Regions from separate parts of the Zea mays genome. Here region 2 is linked to region 1. The links are chromatin contacts, called in public Hi-C maps. All regions are on one chromosome and are shown on one strand. The core of a region is the stretch at or near the end of the contact, and the rest is flanking DNA. Distances in the headings are between cores, read along the strand shown.

Region 1 (3,204 bases), core at 417-2,916:
CGAATTGAAACGACAAGACGAGAGCACAACTCATAACCCATGATGCGTGTTTCAGAGACTTGTTAAAGCCTAAGCATGTGTGTCTTTTACGTACTACTACTACTACTAGCTGTAGTTAACTACTATCCCTGCTCAGCTCTGCCCCCCTCCCTCACCCTCAGTCTCGATCGTAATAACGCTCCCATTTTAATGATGTCACTGATCGCTCTTACTACACTATTGGCCTCTGTAGCAGGGCGCCGCCGCCTGTAAAAAATTCAGAGCCCATTGGTGGGAGTGGGAGTGGGAGTGCGAGGAGGAGGAGGAGGAGCTGCCGTCGCCGCAGACGCACTCGACGCCCGGCCGGTACCCGAGGCTGTTGAGGCACAGGCACACCGCCGCGGCATTGGTGCCGCCCGCCGCCGTTTCCTGCTCCTGCTTCATCACCAGTGGCTGCTTGATGATGCCGGTTTCCTCCGGCGGCTGGTAGGCCGCTAGGCTGATGGACAGGTTGAGGTCGATGTCGAGGTGGCGCCGCGGCGGCGTGGCGGACCGCGGCTCGTCGTCGCTGCTACGGCTGTAGGCCTCGTCCGGCGAGTTCGAGATGACGACGACCTCCAAGTGGTCCTGGTGCGGATGGCCTGCTGGACCGCCGCCGGCCGCTCGCTTCTGCGGCTCCTGCAGCTGGTAATGCTGCTGCCCCGCGGTCGCGCTGGCGAGCGGGCGGTGCGTCTGCGGGTCCATGCCGCGGGCGAGGAGCTTGCGCTTGATGTGCGTGTTCCAGTAGTTCTTGATCTCGTTGTCCGTCCTGCCCGGCAGCCTCCCGGCGATGAGCGACCACCTGCATACACATACGCGATCAGGAACGGTTCTTCTTTTTTTAATTTCATCTCTATGGACATGCATGGCATGGCAGCCTACTTGTTGCCGAAGAGCTCGTGGAACTTGATGATGAGGTCATCCTCCTCCTCGGTGAAGTTGCCGCGCTTGAGGTCCGGGCGCAGGTAGTTGATCCACCGCAGCCGGCAGCTCTTCCCGCAGCGCAGCAGACCTGCACAGCCGTCCATCCGCCCCGCACATCTATCAAACTCACCCCATCTTGGAAACATACAAGCATGGCATGCATATATCTTGATCCGCATCCTACGCACCTGCGGCTTTTGGTAGCGATCTCCAGCAGCCCTCGCCGTGGGCCTTGATGTAGGCGACGAGGCGCTGGTCCTCCTCCTTGGTCCACGCGCCCTTGTTGGTGTGCGCCTGCTCGCAGCACGGGGACCTCCCCATGCCGGCCGCCCGCCAGGCAGAGATCGACGACAGCCACGCCGCGCACAGACAGAGAGGCCTCGCTGCTGCCGGAGTGGGTGGGAGTACGTAGTCGATCGGAGGATGCTGGACTGGTGGCGGCGATCGATGGCGTGGTTTTGCTGCGAGCCTTTCGCGAATGGAGAACAGAACAAAGGCAAGGAGCCGGGGAGGAGCGGGGGAGGAGTGGTTGGTTTTATACGAAAGAGGGGTCGAGGTGGAGAGCGTGGAGGAGCGAGGGCCGAGGGTGCCCGCCCCATTGACCCGGATCCCTGTGAGTGAGCCATGGCCCCGTGCCCATGCATTTGACCGAGTTGGTGTGGTGGTGTGATGGGGTGGGAGGTGGACCACCCGGTCGAGTGGTTGGTTGGCTGCGAAGCAGAGCCGCAGCGAGGGGAGAGGAGGGGAGGGGCGCTGCCTGTATTTGGTAGGTGTAGGTAGGTAGGTAGGTAGGTGCGCTTCACTTGAGTGCCCGTTGTCCTATTTCCGTTGGGATTTTGCTAAATTCAGGTATATGGATTTTAGTTTTTTTCAGATAATAGTTATTATATATTTTTAATACTAAAATTACATATACGATTTATTGTATTTTATATAGATATAGTCTGTAATTTGTAGTTTCGAGAATAAAGAATTTATAAGACAACATTATAAACCTAACAAATCTAATTACGTGTTGGCACGATAATAATAAAAAAAATATTTGTATAGTTAAGCAAAGACAAAAAAAAATGATTTGTTATAATACAAAGACAAATCATAAAAGCAACATTTCATACTAATTAGGTTATACATGCGTGTTGACTCAAATTATCTAAAATTCAGACACTTTTATGCAGTTTTTTCTTTGTGTTTTTTTATTAATTTTTTTCCATTTGATGGTCACCATCCTTCCTCCCATGCTGCTTTTATTCCAGTTTGTTCTGGGGAAGGGAGCTTGCTAGCTGTACGCTGGGACTGTACCCAGCTGCAGCTACAGGCTAGGCTGGTAGACGCGGACGGCATGCTTAATAATTGATCGTATAGTAGTGGTGTATAATTTTAGCTAGTCCTAATCAGATATTAATGCTGCAAATAATGATCACATATTTTGAGATGAAACCTACCACGGCCTCTTCTGTTATTTTTGGTTTTCCCAACCTTTATCTCTACTAATATAAATCACTAATTTTAATAGTCGTCCGGCGTCTCGTATAAGATGTTTCCTTCATCCATCTCGTCTACAAACTAGAGATAAGGTAAAACTTATATGCCGGCTAAGAGTACATGACTATATATTATATATATATATATATATATAATTTGTTTTTATGTAATTGTTGTGTCTTAAAACTTTATCGAATATTTAGTCTCTGTTTGGTTTGAGTGACTAAAGATTAGTTCTTTTATTTTATTCTCATTTAGTCTTTAAGGCCTGTTTGGTTGGCTTCTCCCTGTAGCCTTGTTGCATGAGCCAGGCCGCGCGGGAGCCTGGTTTCAAAGATGCGACCAATTTGCTCGCGCCTGCAGACCCTGACCCAGGGTGCTTTGAGTATCGTACAAGCCTCGCTCTACATCTGCATGCATGTAACCAAACACACACCTCGCACGCGTAGATCCTCGTTGACAACAAACAAACACTAGCTCATTATATCCCGCGATGCAGGCACCAGCAAATACAGGCAACCAAACTCACGATAAATATCAAACGGTGGGACTAAAATAAGAACTAAACTAGTTTAGTCTCTAGTCCATCAAAGGGTGACTAAATGAGACTAAACCATATTAATTTCACTTTTTGCCCCTTAATTATTTTAGTTCCACTAATTGAGAGAGAATGGGTGGTATTTTGGTCTTCTTATTATTTATTTAATGTGCTCTAAATACTTTTAGCTGCTACAACCAAATAGGATAATGACTAAATTTTAGTCCCCTAATTAAACT
Region 2 (3,204 bases), core at 201-2,700, 400 kb before region 1:
AGCAGATGACCGAATGACCCTCCCTACCTTTCAATTCCTCAGCAGCAATTGGACCTGCTAAGGTTTCCCACTTCCTCCAGCTATAGATCTGCACCAATAGCAGAAAGATATATACCATAATAAACTCAGAAGAAAATAAGAGGGAAAAATGTCAGAGCCGCAATCAGGCAGTGAGCACGAACCTTGATCATGGACAGAACCACTGTTACAAAACTGTACAACACATGAGTGATACCAAGGATGAAGAGAAACCGGTGCAGCTGCTCAAGGCCCTCGTACGAAACAAAAGGTTCATGGCCCTGCAAGTGACAGATTAGGTTCCAACCCAAGCGATGAGTGAACAGTGTGCTCCGCTCCCAGTTCCATTGACCTCAATAGGCTGGGAGCAGGACATCTGGGTTACCAATACCTCGCCACAGACGTGCAGCCGTTGGCCACCGAACATGTTCTTGTCGAGCGCCGTCTGGTTGGCGTCCGTGTTGCGCAGCAGGTCCTGGTAGTCGCTCTCGGAGCAGATGTAGAAGCGGCTGGTGAAGAGCGAGGACGGCACGCAGATCTCCGATATGAAGCGCGCCGTCTGGCTGAGCAGCAGCGAGATGACTCCGAGCAGCATCAGCTCTGCGTGCAGACATGGCTTCTATTGGTGAGAGGCTAACAGTCGAACAGCTTGCGAGAGGCGGCAGTGGCAGCAGAAACATTCACGGTTGAGCTTGAGCAGGTAGGAAGAAGTGAGTGTGACGAGGTCGCCACAGGGTATCTAGATCCTTGGAGACAATGTAGTACCCTGTCTAAAGCTAGCAGCATTGCAAGGCAATGAATAGTACTACCAAACTACCAACCCGTCCATGAATATTCAGTTGCAGCAAGCAAACAAACAAATCAACATCGGCCAGTTAGAAAGGCTGCTGAGTGCTGAGCTCCTCAAATTGTGGAATGATACATGGTAGTCACATGTACAGTAGTGCACCGCTATCTAGTTCAGCAATTCAGCAGGCAGCACAAGAGCGCGTTCAGATTAGGGCGATAAAAAGCAGGTGAGGACGAAGGAAAGGGCGAGACGGCGAGGCCGCGAGGGAGGGAGGGGAAGTGGGAACGTACCTTCGCGGATCTTCTCGAGCGCGGCGAGCATGGCCTTCCGCTTGGTCTTGCGCAGCCACTGCGGTGCGGAGCGAACAACAGCCGGCGGGGGTCAGCTAAGCGAACAGCAGCAAAGCAGTAGTGAGGCGAGAAGAATGCCCCGTGCGGGCGGGACTCTGTCACCTTGGCGAAGCGCGAGAGGGAGCGCTCGACGAGGAAGCAGGCAGCGACCATGAGCGTGGTGACGGTTGCCACGGACCAGGTGGGCGTCTCCGCCAGCGACCGCCCCTGCTCCGCCGCCATCCCGCCCCGCTCAGCTCACCGCCGGATCACTCGGCTCCCGCCACCTTCAGTTCCAGCTGCCCTGATATCTGGATTTACGCGATGGTATTATTGGGATTTGGAAGCGGCGAGGAAGTGGTGAGGTCGGAGTAATTAATGCGGATCGAGGCGGAGGGGAGGTGGGTGGCATGCGGATGCGGTTGGGTCGGCGCGGGATCCATCGGCATCAGAGCAGCAACGGCAGGCACCGCGCGAGAGGAGAGCATTCAAGTGGCAACAGCATCAGAAATTCGGGAAGGTCGGAGGAGGGGGAGTTTGGTCAGCTAGCAGCCTTGCAGAGCCTGCAGAGGCAGCAGCGGCCAGCGGCACATGGGGGCATGGGGCGGCACGAGCACGAGCGCCGAGGCCGTAGCCCATAAGCGGTCCGCAGCGCAAGCCCCACGTGCTCTCGTTTCTTCTCGCCGTGCCAAAACCCAAAACATAGAGATAAAACCTTGTACGGACGAGGACACATTTTTTAAGACACAACTAGTTAGTAATCTGCGCGCTACAACGGTATATAAAATATTCAACAAAATGTTAGTGTTCTTATGTTTATTTGTTTTATGTTCATTGGTATATCCAAAAAAACATGAATAGAAGTGCGTAAAAGAAGAAGTGAAATAGAGAGGAATGCAAGTGTATCGTACAAACAACATATAGTGCGTACATCCAATATACAATAGTAGCTAGCAAGTTTACACAAGTAGAATACAATAGAACTAAACATATTAGCATGCACTTGCTGACGGGGGATATAAATATAGTCTTCCCGGTGGATATAAACACAGTTTTTCCGGTTTCCATTCCCCTGCCGCCATGGAGTCGGAGAATGCATAGTTGTCCGCAGGCAGTGCTACTGCTGCACCTAGGCGTGCTCGCGCCGCCGCTAGCAAAGCGGTCGAGTTACAATACCCAGTCGGCCAAGAGTTACTTGGATCGTGTCTAACACATCATTTATATGATCGTCCAAAACACTGATTTACACTATAGACTACATTATTCGCAAAATAAAGTTTAAATATGAGTACGAGAATAGATTCGGAAAGTGAAAGTTAAATATGAGCATGAGAATAGGTAAGCTGCTAGAGATAGTCTTATGTGTTGCTTTCATGGTTACAATACCCTAGTCGTGCAAGAGTGGGCAGCATCCACAAACAGTTTTGCACTGAACAAAAAAAAGATTTTGAGTTCATTCGACACAGTTGTCAACTGAACTGATTCAGCAGTTCAGTTTTCGAAAAAAACAAAATTAATTGCAAGAGATTAAAATTCCAATTCCAAAAGTCTGATTACCTTGTGCCAGTGCTCAGCCCAACGGTGCCTTCACTCATTAGGCGCCTACCAATTTTGCCAAGGTCCCCTACAACAACAAAATGCTCGGTGGTGGCAGCCTCACCAGCCTTCTCATCTGGCTTCTCGTATGGCAACATGTGGAATGCCCGACGTTCAGAGATGCATGTCTTCCAGACCATCCCCTAAAACATCGTCAGTAACAGGGAGATGAACCCCAGAAGCATCAACTTTGCATCACACTAAATAAAGAGCTAAAGTTTGTGTCATAAATATTTTTTATCTCATAGGTAAAAAAGAGATACGAAGATTCCAACCCTTATTCTATGCTCTAACTTACCTAGGTATTTCAACCTGCAATACCAAACCAGCAAACAACAAGCACGTCAAGGATAGCTTATATACATATAAAACATGACTAATCCTTCCAATTCTTTTCTTCCTAGGTTCCTTCCAACTAATCGTTGTGCAAGCTCCCTAAACAACACAATCTAGTTTGGCAAGAAAATTTAA

The links. Hi-C and Micro-C count contacts between places; a contact is called where the count stands out from the background.
Region 2: a contact with region 1 is called in a Hi-C map of leaf, with 4 times the contacts expected there. The contact joins the promoter of LOC542062 here to the promoter of LOC100384270 in region 1. A contact is called at or near these places in 3 of 25 Hi-C or Micro-C datasets (ear, leaf and tassel).

The regions. Positions count from the first base shown.
Region 1 is chr4:213,189,573-213,192,776 of Zm-B73-REFERENCE-NAM-5.0, reverse strand. LOC100384270 reads right to left here and starts at 1,666. Exons shown (of 3, transcript NM_001176835.1): 1 at 1,131-1,666; 2 at 901-1,030; 3 at 21-820. The coding sequence starts at 1,586. The coding sequence ends at 474.
Region 2 is chr4:213,586,440-213,589,643 of Zm-B73-REFERENCE-NAM-5.0, reverse strand. It overlaps LOC542062 (barley mlo defense gene homolog 4), which reads right to left and starts at 1,450. Exons shown (of 15, transcript NM_001111699.1): 1 at 1,261-1,450; 2 at 1,099-1,156; 3 at 410-618; 4 at 183-299; 5 at 28-88. The coding sequence starts at 1,380.